2 separate regions of the Mus musculus genome follow, and region 2 is linked to region 1. Evidence: chromatin contacts called from public HiChIP or PLAC-seq data. All regions are on one chromosome and are shown on one strand. The core of a region is the stretch at or near the end of the contact, and the rest is flanking DNA. Distances in the headings are between cores, read along the strand shown.

Region 1 (6,184 bases), core at 2,226-4,725:
ACTTAGGTTAAATGCATGTTATGTGACATCTCCAGGAGCATCCTAAGAGCACAGGATAAGAAACTGCACATTACCAACAGCTCCTCCTCTTGGTACTCCACTACCGCCTTGCCATCTTTACTTTGCTTCTCGATGATAGGATTCCGAACAACCTATGAAGTTTGATAAACAGAAATTAATAATGATGTGACCGGATGTTTTAAACCTTCTTTTAATTTTAAAAATCTGGGTAGGACTGGGAATATCGCTCAATAGTAGAATGTTTGCCCAGCCGTGCTTGGGTTCTAACTCTAGCAATAAAATATATAAACAAGTGCCAGCCAGATGCACACATGTGATCCCAGCAATTGGCAGAAAGATCTGAGTTTAAGGCCTGCCTGGTCTACAGGGAGAATTCCAGGACTGCCAGGACTACACAGAGAAACATTATCTCACAAAACAAAACAAACAAAAAGAAAGATGGCTCCTCAGGTAAAGGCTTTCGTCTGTCTGCCAGGCTGATGACCTGGAGTTCAATACCTAGGATCAACACGGTGGGAGTAGAGAACGCTCTCAAGTTGCCTTCCACATCCCCCCAAGCCCCCAGCCAAAACAAATAAATAAAATAAAAACAAAAAATATAGATAAATAAATTATCAGGAGGACTGGGAGATGACACAAGGGCTTGAATTAGATTTCTAGCACCCAGGAGACAGAAATAGGTGGATCTACAAAGAGAGTTCCAGGCCAGCCAGGGCTATACAGTGAGATCCTGCCAACAAACAAACAAACAAATGTGGGTATGGTAGCACAATCCTAGCATTAGGGAGTCAGAGACATGGATTCCTGGAGCTTGCTGACCAACTAGGCAACCATAATTGGCTCTCTCAGACTTCTGTGAGATATCTTGCTCAGAAATCCAGATGGACTCCTGAGGAATGGCATTCAAGGTTGCCATACATAAGGCACACAATCGTCATTTCCATCCCCTCTATCACACATAAATACCCAAAAATTATTGAACGTGTTATACTAGACATAAAATTTCTTTTGTTTGTGGTGTCTATTCAAAAACCCAGGCAGGCGTTCTACTATTGAGCTCCATTTGTAGGCATAAAGTTTTTTTTCTTTCTTTCTTCCTGTTTGTTTGGTTTGGTTTGGTTTGTTTTTTTTTTTTGAAACAGGGTTTCTCAGTCTACCCCTGGCTGTCCTGGAGTTGGCTCTGCAGACCAGGCTGGCCTGGAAGTCATAGAGATCCACTTACCTCTGCCTCCTGAGTGCTGGAATCAAAGGTATGCATCACCATTGCCTGGCCAGAACGTTTCTTAAAATTTAGCCCCAATCTTAATAACCATTTTGATTTTGAAATTGCAACCAATTTCAGTGTTTCCTAAGAATAAGAGCCCCAGAGCTGTTACTGTGAACTGTTACTGAGTATATAAATACCATAACCATCCAGAAATTTTCTTCTGGTTCATTGAAGAACTGTCTGTTCTTCTGTGTGTGTAAAGATTTTGCAGGTTTCGATGGGCTAAAAGTCCTAGTGGGAAAAAAGTTTTAAAAACATGGTTTAAATATGGTGTAAATTGAAAGAATTCACCAGTCTTTACAAACAAAAAATATATGTAAACTATTACCTTGTAAACTGTACAATTGCTTCACATAATCCAACATTTCTAATTTTTTCATTCTTTTCTACTTCATTTGGATGGTAAAACAGAATTTTATTTTCTTCCTAACACAGAAAGAAAACAGAAACACAGCATTAATGTCAGGATTTATTCATCTTAACTCTGAAAGTGTTGAGTTTAACATCCAACTCTCCGATCATAGAGGCTAAGGACAACACCTAAAAATGTCTTTAGAAAACCAGGAATGGTTGGGTCTGGTGGCACACGTCACGAATCCCAGCACTCTGGAGGCAGAGATAGGAGAGTCTCTGAGTTGGAGGCCAGCCTGGTCTACAGAGTGAGTTCCAGGACAGCCAGGGCTACACAGAGAAACCCTGTATTGATGGGAAAAAACAAAAAACAAAAAGCACCTCCAAAAAACAAAATTCATTGTGATTTTGTAACTACTGCAAGCCATCAGTGTAAGAGGTAATTGTGATATTCACCAAATCACATCTCATCAGTAGGACAAGATGAAAGTCTCAGATTTCTTCCCATGTGTCAGAAACCCTCACAAGGAAGATGCAGGTGTGCGCGTGTACAAGAATACAGGATCCACAATTGCACCAAGTTGGTTCGGGAGCACTTGGGCTGACAGCCTCTAAATAGGGCTTTTTTTTTTTAAGATTTATTTATTTATTTATTTATTTATTTATTATATGTAAGTACTTATTTATTTATTTATTTATTTATTTATTTATTATATGTAAGTACACTGTAGCTGTCTTCAGACACACCAGAAGAGGGCATCAGATCTCATTACGGGTGGTTGTGAGCCACCATGTGGTTGCTGGGATTTGAACTTCGGACCTTCAGAAGAGCAGTCGGGTGCTCTTACCCACTGAGCCATCTCACCAGCCCCTAAATAGGGCTTTGATCTGCTTGCAACAAAACACAGTTCTAGGCATGTTTTGAGGAAGTTGCCACTGTCAACTCGGAGTAAAAAAAAACGCTTATAACTTCGATTTTGGGTGCTCCCTTCGGCAGCACATATACTAAAATTGGAATGATACAGAGATTAGCATGGCCCCTGTGCAAGGATGACACTCAAATTCGTGAAGCGTTCCATTTTTTTCCAACGTTTATCCTAGACACAGTGAAAAACTATTTCATTCTAATGTTTACCCTAGATAGAATGATTCTACTAGAGTTCGACTATGATACCTGAATATACACCTAAAGCACTCTTAACTCCTACCATCACAGAAATGCTTGCACATAAATCTTTATTGCTACATTAATGACATTAGCCACAAGCTGGAACCAGCATAGATATCAACCAAACAGTTTAGTGGATAGAAATGTGTTAAAACACAATGAGATTTTAGTTAGCCGGAAGGAAAAATAAAGTAACAGTAACATTTCCAGAAAACAAAACATCAATTTTGGGGAAAACAAGAAAAAAGAAAAAATTAACTTTGTGAAGCGCCTCCAAGTTTTTAGTTTTGTTTCATTTTCCCTCTTTTGGGAGCTCTGTCCTACCAATCTGGCTCCACCTTTGCAATCGAAGATTCCAAGAGAGGAGTCAAGTTCGATCTTAATTGCCCAGACCTGACGCGATGGGAAAGACTTTCAAGCCGGGCGGAGGGATTAACCTGGGACCTCCGTTGCCAGGACGGGCTGCGGCATCAGGGGCCGGGCACGGAGCAGGCTCGCGGCCCCTTCGGCTTACCTCTCCCTCGCGCGGCCCGAAACGGGGGTTGTAGATGAAGAAGCTCAGCAGCGCTGGCGGGAACTGCTTCTCCTGGGCCGCCCAAGCACCCGGCCCGGCCGCGGCTGCCGCCATCCCGGCCCGGCCCCCGTTTCGGGAGGCTCCCCTCCGCCCGCTCCGAGGCAGCAGCCTTAGGGAACACCGCACTTCCGCCTCGCTAGCCGGCGGCCCGGAAGAGCTCGAAACTGACCCAGAAGAAAAACCTGCAGTGCCCAGTCCCTCTCTGATAGGTCCGTGTGGAACCAGTTCCCTCGTGTTTATTGGGCTGGAGTGTTTTCAATTATATCAGCTCTCAGCTGGCTGTCATGGCTAAAGGCGAAGACCACGAATTTCAAGAGAAATGTAACAATGGATTGGGGTGGGGGGGGTGTTGTTTCTTTTCTTTTGTTTGTTTGTTTGTTTGTTTGTTTGGATAGGGGTTCACTATGTACACCAGGTTGGCCTCTAACTCACAGAGATCCTCATGCCTCAGCCTCCTGGGTGCTGGCATTAAAGGCGTCATGGATACGGTATTTTTTAAGTGTGAAAAAACGTTTAGGGGAACACATTTTTCTTGAAGGTAGCCAGTTTACATCTGTTGTTGGTTGGTTTTTGGTTTTGTTGTTGTTGTTGTTGTTGTTGTTGTTGTTGTTGTTTTACATTTATTTATTTGTCCTCCAGGGAGGGGGATGTCCTGGCACGTGTATGAAGGTCAGAGGACAACTTGTTGAAATTGCTTCTCCCCTTCAGCACCACATAAACTGGGTGTGGCTGGCACGCCCTGGTGTGGTGGAGGCAGGAGGATCATAAGTCAAGGTCAACCTCGAATATATAGCACTTTTACTTACATCAATTATAAGCAATGGACTATAAGCAAAAGCAAAAATGTCCAAATTTACCTTGCCACAGAACTGGAGAGATGGTTCTACAATTAAGAGCACTGGCTGCTTTCACTAAGGACCTGGATTTAGTTCCAGCTCATAATGGCCAATAACTCCAGCTGCAGGGCATCTGATGCCTCTTTTGGCCTCTGTGGGCACTTGCTCAAATGTGGCACACATAAATTCATGCAAGCACACATATACGTATAAAATAAATCAATCCTTTTTTTTTTAATCTACCCTATCACCAACAAAGCTGATTTTCTTGGAACAAGTGAAAACCTGTAAATCTATAGTCTTCTCAGTGAATAAATCAACAGGCCTAGTGGAAAATATCCTGTCGATTCAGATTTCATCTGTCTTCTAAAGTGTTTGTGAGGTAATCCTATACCCTAGCCGTTACAGAAGAGATACGGGGTAGGTTTTTGCTTGAAATTGGATTCGTGAGCAGTCGTTTACGCAACACTAAACTGTAGTTGCTACACAGAACTATGTAAGCATGCAAATCGACAAGTGTTTCCCATACGTGCTTCATTTTCATTTTGATACAGAAAGAACTATTTTGAAAATCTATAGGTTCTCTAGGCATGGGGGCACAGGCGCTCAGGGTGTTGAAACAGGTGCATTACCAGCTATAAGATAGTCTGAGCTACAGAATGAGTCCCTGTCTCAAAAACAGTTTTGTTGTTCCTATAAGCAAATAAATCAGGGTCTCACATAGCCTGGCTTCAGGATCGATATGTAGTCAGGAATGGCCTTGAATTCCTGATCCTGATGTTTTGACTTCCAAATTCTGGGATTTCCAATGTGCACCACCAGACTCAACCATTAAGCCACCCACAAAGCTGGCTTTAGTGTCAAGTCCATTTAATCCCAAACTACTTCACCAAGCTACAAGCTAAGACTGTAGTTAGATTTAAAAAAAAAATAGTTCAAATTAAAGCCAGTGTTGCAGCCTTATTTTATAAACAAGCAAGACGAAAATAAAAAGAGACTTAGTTTTTCAGTTATGGAAAACATATTGCAATCTAGACCTTCATTTTAAAGTCACAATATTCCACTCCATGCTGAGAACATATTTTGTTGGTCATTTGCAGAGCTGGTGGAAATAGTCAAGTCTAGCATGAAAACAAAGCTCTTTGTATTCATGGTGACTCCTCTGGCTGATAGACTGGCTAGAGTCTTCCTGTGTTGGTCCTGGAGTTGCTACATTTAAAGTTTTCCCTCAGTCCAGAAAACTACAAGAAAGTCAAAACTGAGGAGAAATGTGAGAAACAAATTTATACAAGACATGCAAGTGTGTGTGAGAGTGTATCAGTAAGTGTCCATGCCACAGTATGTGTATGGAGGTCAGAGGACAACCTTCTTCCATCTCATCTGAGGAGGATCTCCATTGTTTTCCTGATGCGTACAGCAGGCTAGTCTCTCACAAGCTCTCCGAGATTCTCCTGCCTCTAACTGCACAGCAAACGCTTTTACCCAGTTAGCCAGCTCCCTGGTCCCTGATTGCTTGTTTCAATTATTCCTCCTCCTAAATAAAGACTGTGAAATTAATTTCCTAAAACCAAGTTTGAAGAATATATATGAAGAGTATTTGGGATTGTTTGTTTGCCTGGGGCTTGTTATTTGTTATAGCTTTGGGTTTTGTTTTGTTTTGTTTTGTTTCACTAATATGTTTAGTGTATAGGCAGTAGTAGTGTAAGAGAGCCCCAGAACATGGTAAGTGTGGACATTGGTTTAAAAGTATGATACCGGGCTGGAGAGATGGCTCAGTGGTTAAGAGCACCGACTGCTCTTCTGAAGATCCTGAGTTCAAATCCCAGCGGCCACATGGTGGCTCACAACCATCAGTAAACGAGATCTGACACCCTCTTCTGGTGCATCTGAAGACAGCTACAGTGTACTTACATATAATAATAAATAAATCTTTTTTTTAAAGTATGATACCATTGGGAGTGGAGAGA
Region 2 (5,941 bases), core at 1,317-3,816, 210 kb after region 1:
TTCTCTCACATACCCATAATAAACCTCCTCCACCATACCTAGGACAGGTCAGATTTTTTCCTTCTATTTCTTATTTTCATTCATCACGCGCCTGTAGTTCCAGCATGACCGGTGCAAAAATAGGAGGGATTGAAGGCCAGTGGAGGCTACATAGTAAGATTCCATCGCAATGTCTCTTCCAAAGCCAAGACACAGTTCAAGGTAAAAACAATCAATTAAGTCAAGCTGTGCCTGAAGGTTGAGCTCAAGAGGTAAAGATGGATTTGAAACACTTTCCTTCCAATAAATGACTAAGCAGTAATTTTCTTTCAGACATAATTGAGCCTTCTGGGCAGTTAGTGGAAGGAACGCTAGAGAGAAAGGGGGGTTTATGGGGTGTGTTTATAAACTCCCTTCCAAGTGGGGACTCGGGCATCAGGCACATGTGACCTAAAGGCCACCCAGGGTAAACATCTTGGCATTTAACCACAGCTCCTTTCTGCCTCCACAGGATGTCACACACCACTTCCTGTGAGATCACCATGCAACCTGACTTGGGTTACTGGGTCACAGGACTCTTGAAATTGGGTGTGTGGATCTTGTGATTCAGGGAATCTGAGATATCTTTGTTTCGCAGAAGCGAAGGGAGAGAGAGAGAACATATCCCATAGAAGCAATCTCTGCTTTACCATGAACCTCTGAAAACAAATGTAACGTGGCCCTTCCGTCATTGGGTTCAAAAGGCTCACCACCACAAAAGCCACCTGCTGTTCTGGGTCAGTTTATTCACAGATCCTTTCAGAGACCAAAAAATAGCCTGATGTAGGGGCCTGTGCCTGTAATCTCAGCACCTGTAAGGTCAAAGCAGGGTTGCTCCAAGTCCAGGCCAGACTGGCCTACGTAGTCAGCCCTTCTCTCAAAACAAAAACAAAAACCCACAAAGAGGTATGGGAAGATGGCTCAGTTGGTAAAGTGCTTGCATTGTAAGAAGGAGGACCCAAGTTTAACCCATGTTTTTTGTTGTTGTTTTTCTTTTTAAGTGAGTATGGGGGCATGGTCAGCTACATGGCTGATCGGGTGAAGATAGTGGCTGCGGAGCTGATCAACCTAAGTTCGGTCCCTGGGATCCACCTGATGGAAGGAGAGCACACATTCCAGCAAGCTGTCTTCTTATCTCCACCCATGAGCCACGCACGCATGCGTGTGCGCACACACGCAAAACACACACACTAAACTGTAAAAATACTTGTAAGTGAGCCACAATGGCACTTGCTTATAACCCTAGAGCTGAAGAGGTGGATGGATCCCTGGGGTTTCCTGGTTGGTTAGCCTAGCCTAATTAGTGGGCCCCGGGCTAGTGAGAAATCCCAGCTTTAAAAAAACAAAGTGGATGGTGCAGGTTGACCTCTGACTTCCACAGCCGCTTGTGCATCTGCACACACAAAGAAATTAAAAACAAAAACAACAGCAACAACAAGAAAACAGGGCTGGAGAAATGGCTCAGTGGTTAAGAGCACTGACTGCTCTTCCGAAGGTCCTGAATTCAAAATCCCAGCAACCACATGGTGGCTCACAACCATCTGTACAGCTACAGTGTACTCATATACATAAAAACAAACAAACAAACAAACAAACAAACAAAAAGCAGAGCAAGCAGTGGGCAGTAGATGCTCTTGAGGCCACAACACAGCACACAGAAGCCACAAAACGTTTACTTCTGCGGAATCTGTCTTCAGGCTGCAAGACTTCTTCTGGTTTTTCTATTACACCCTCACTCCTGTCTGATGTGCACTGGCTATTAAAGTTGTTTCCTGGCTGCCAAGCGCAGGGACCACTCCAAGGTGATGTTAGGGTTAAAAAAGAAGACAGGAAATATCAGAGCTTGTATGGGAGTGGGGGCCCTTCCTGGAGAGTAAATAGAGTCGGGCCCAGCCCCAGCCGGCAGGAAGCGACCTGGCTTTGATCCCAGTTCCTGCACTTGGGCGACAGGTGGGTCCCCTGCACTGTCACCAGGAGCATATGTCGGAGCTGTAGGGCTGTGACCATCTGCCTACACTAATCCTAAAGCAAGCAGATTTGCTCCCAACGTCAAGGGAGAAGAAAGGCTACAGACAGGCTCCTGGATGTTCCATTTCTCTAAAATCATGCAGGCTCGGCGATCGGCGTCTTCAAATCTCTGCAGTCCTAAGGCTGCAAAGGCTGCAATGGGGGTCATGCTATGAAGCGGGTTCACGAGCAGACATTTAGGGGTTCCAAAGCAGGGGTAGGGGTGGTGCCCTGTAGGTGTGCAGCAGAGAACACAAGTACAGTCCCCTCTCCCTCCCTCGATCGTCCCAGTTAACGCAGCCAATGGAGGAGAGGGATCGGAAAACTGGGAGCACCTCTGCTCTGTGCCACCCAAATAACATCGATCGGAGTCTCCACGGCCCTTGTCACCGATGTTACGGGGACATCGCGCCGCACTTACCTGTGCCCACGCCCGGTGGGGCGGGTTCCCAGCGGAGGCTTCTGTACTCCTCGGTTTTAGCTACAGTCCGGCCCTCCCCCGGCCTCAGGCTAGAGGGCGGGCCGGAAGCAATAATCAACTCAGCGTTGATCGGCCAGATTCGGAGTGACGCAACTGCCTGGAAGCTCACGATTGGCTGCTGCGCTCAGCCGCAATTTCTCCGGCTCGGGGTGGCGCGCGTGCGCACTCTCGAGGTCGCGCCGGGTCCCGCTAGCCAGCGGCGCTCTGTGCTAGTCGGGAGGAAAGGAGCGGGTTGCTACGTCCCCTCTCAGGACTCCGCGGGTCCCAGCGCGTCCTCACATGCCTGCTTCCTGCGCTCCAACCTTCTCCGGCACGTCCCTCCTTCTTGCCTGAAGCACTTCTCGTCTACACCGGCCTGCACCGCTCCCGAAGCGGAGTCAGGTTTTTTCAGGGTTGGATTTCTTTAGTTGACACAGGAGTCTGTTTTCCAGCCTTCATAAGAAAGGATAGTCGTCATTTCTAATTCTTCATTTCTTGTTTAAAGATTTATTTATTCTTATGTGCCTTGTGCAGTTTGCCTTCTTTTGCCTGCATTCATGTCCGTGTGACGTTGTCAGATCCCCTGGTACTGGAGTCACAGTTGTGAGCTCCCATGTGGATGCTGGGTATTGACACCGGGTCCCCGGGTTAGTGCTCTTAACTGCTGAGCCATCTCTCTAGCCTCTTATTAACTTTTTAGTTTTTAAAAAAATATTTATTTGTATGTGTGTTCCTGTGTGCACGTGCGCAATGCGCTAGGTGCAGAGATCAGAGGACAGCTTTCTAAAGTTGGTTTTTTTCCTACCACCGTGTGGGTCCCAGGGTTCGAACTCAGTACTTCAGGCTTCTCAGCCTTTACCTACTGAGCCACCTCACCGGTAAATTCTGTATTATTTTTTTTAATTAGTGTGTTTTAGATTTTGATTTGTTTATGTGTGAGAGTATAAGCAGATGTATGTGTTGTGTGTAGGGGTGTGTGTACCTGTATATAACCCACACAGGCCTGAAGAGGGCATCCACCGGGTGCTCTCTGCTGCTATTCTGCCTGTTCTGAGGCAAGGTTGCCTACTGTCTTCATTAGGCTGGAATCCAGCAACCCCCTGACACCCCCTGGTTTCTGCTCACCTTGGGGTTAAGGTTAAGTCATTTGCAGGGACACCTGGTGTGTTAAGAGGACGCTGGATCTGATTCTGGTCCTCACTGCAGAGCAGGTGTTCTTAATGTCTGAGCCATCTCTCCAGCCCCTCGTTAGTTTTAGGGGGTCTTTTTTTTTTCTCTCCTTACAACATTTATTTAGTGTATGTGTGTCTGTCTCTCTGTCTTTGGTCAGAGGACAACTTATTGGAATTGGTTGTCTAGTTCTATTGTGAAGCGAGAATCCATATTCAATTGAGTTCAGGTTTTCAGGTGAGTGTCTTTACCCTCTGAGCCATCTTGCTGACTTGCCTGGTTGGTTGGTTGGTTTGACACAGGGTCTCACTGAATTACTCAAGCTGGGATGGAATTCACGATGTAGCTCAGGTTAGCCTTGAACTTGCAACCTTCCTTCCTCAGCCTCCTGAGTGCCGAGATTCTAGGCTGTATCATGACACTTGATGTTTTGCTATATCTGGGGTGAAGGAAGGTGTGTGGTACGAGCATGCTGTTTGGTCTTTGCTTGCAGTGCTGGGGATCGAAGCGGGGCCTTGCCCGTGTTCTGTCACCTAGCTCTTCTCCCTTCTTAGCTTTTCTGTCTAATCAGGTTTGGGTCACTTGGCCATCACTGTGCATTGCCTAATGAAGAGTTCCAGAAATGGTTTAGAAAAAATACAGGGCTCACCAGCCTCTCCCAGAATTGACAGAGCCACTTTGCCTTCCCCACCAGGATGGGCTGGACTCTTGAAGTATGAGCCAAACTACAGCCTTCCGCTCTGGCCTCTAGATGGTCACACGCCCTTGTATATACGTGACAACACGCAAACCACACAGAACAAATAAAACTGAAATCAGAAGTGTGTCTGTCCCTCTCTCCTTGCCGGGGGTGGGGGGGGGGTGGGGGGGGGGGGAGGACACTGCCTACAGATGCTAGTTCATCAACGGATGTAAATGTAAGCAAGATGCCCTGAAGTGAAAAGGGAATTTTAGTTTTGTTGTTTTGAGACAGGATTTCAGTATGTAGCCTTGACTGTTCTGGAACTGGCTATGTAGACCAAGCCGATTCCAAGCTCAGAGATCTGCCTGCCTGTGCCTCGGGAGTATTTTTTTCCCCCTGAGACAGGGTTTCTCTGTGTAGCCCTGGCAGTCCTGGAACTCACTTCTCACTTTGTAGACCAGGCTGCCTCTGCCTCCCAAGTGCTGGGATTAAAGGCATGCACCACCACGCCCGGCTTGGTTCTTGTTTTTGTTTCCAATAATAATAATAATAACAACAACAACAATAATAATAATAATAATAATGCCACAAAACCTCTAGAATACAAACAGCAGTGGGCCATAGTCCCTTGTGGTGCCTAAGGAGCACAGGGACCTCCCGATCTCATTACAAAGCCCCTCAAGTGTGGCGAGGAAAGTACAGACGTTTACAGGTTCTAATCTGTATTAGCACAGCTGTTGTGTATTATAAAAGGAGCCAGGACACGTTTTGTAGAGCTAGGTATGGTGAGGTGGGAGGGATACCTCGGTGGGCCCATCCTCTGAGGCAGCCCTTCCCCTGAGGTATTGTATAGAATAGAGTTTATTTAGGGGCATGGGGTGGGAGTTGAGAAGGGAGGAGAGACAGGGAGAGGGAGAGAGGGGTCAGAGAGGGGAAAGAGGCAGAGAGAGTAAGAGAGCGAGGAAGCTGTCGTCAGGTAACTGCGGGCGGAGCCTAGAAGAAATGGGGCGGAGCCTAGAAATGGGGCGGAGCCTAGAAGAAATGGTAACCACAGCGATTTAAGCGAATTGGCCAAGAGATCTTCTCTCCGGGAGCTGAGAAGGTGCAGTGGGAAGAAGGAATGGATAAGAGAAGGCAGGGAAGATGGCGTGCAGCCCTAAGGGTCTGAGCTGGGCCAATAAAGAGGGCTAATGAAGTTAGGGGGGAACTGCTGTGGTCGGGTTAGGGATGGGAGGAGGAACCCCCAGGTTGATTACCTAACAAAAACTACTCTATAGGAGACAAAGGTTGCACTCCATAGCTGAGGTCCCCAGTGTACTTAGACGCACTAGTTACCATTCAGTTCTGTGAATTCACTTAGCTTGCTCTGGTGACAGCAGTTTGATTCTTTTTTTTTTTTTTTTTTTAAGTATCATTTAATGTATATGTAAGTACACTGTCGCTGTCTTCCGACACACCAGAAGATGGCATCAGATCCCATTACAGATGGTTGTGCGCCACCATGTGGTTGCTGGGAATTGAACTCAGGACCTGTGGAAGAGCAGTCAGTGCTCTTAACCATTGAGCCATCTCTCCAGCCCGAGGCACAATTTCTTATTCTGTAC

Evidence for each region. HiChIP or PLAC-seq counts read pairs in DNA pulled down with a chosen protein or histone mark.
Region 2: an H3K4me3 HiChIP or PLAC-seq map of the 230-238 cell line shows a contact between it and region 1, with 26 read pairs. The contact joins the promoter of Tecpr1 here to the promoter of Ccz1 in region 1. A contact is called at or near these places in 9 of 39 promoter capture datasets (the 3T3-L1 cell line, 3T3-L1-derived adipocytes, the C10 cell line and 5 more), 1 of 484 Hi-C or Micro-C datasets (forebrain), 13 of 115 datasets of contacts at active chromatin or transcription factors (the 230-238 cell line, the SCID.adh cell line, bone marrow-derived macrophages and 6 more) and 4 of 9 other capture datasets (adipose tissue, embryonic stem cells, liver and 1 more).

Annotation. Positions count from the first base shown.
Region 1 is chr5:144,011,378-144,017,561 of GRCm38.p6, forward strand. It overlaps Ccz1 (CCZ1 vacuolar protein trafficking and biogenesis associated), which reads right to left and starts at 3,476. Exons shown (of 15, transcript NM_177682.3): 1 at 3,322-3,476; 2 at 1,617-1,714; 3 at 1,426-1,519; 4 at 75-152. The coding sequence starts at 3,435. It overlaps Gm24311 (a small nuclear RNA gene), which reads left to right and starts at 2,621; the gene lies at 2,621-2,724. It overlaps Gm33427 (a long non-coding RNA gene), which reads left to right and starts at 3,782. Exons shown (of 2, transcript XR_377194.2): 1 at 3,782-4,599; 2 at 5,318-5,784.
Region 2 is chr5:144,221,049-144,226,989 of GRCm38.p6, forward strand. It overlaps Tecpr1 (tectonin beta-propeller repeat containing 1), which reads right to left and starts at 2,567. Exons shown (of 25, transcript NM_027410.2): 1 at 2,447-2,567.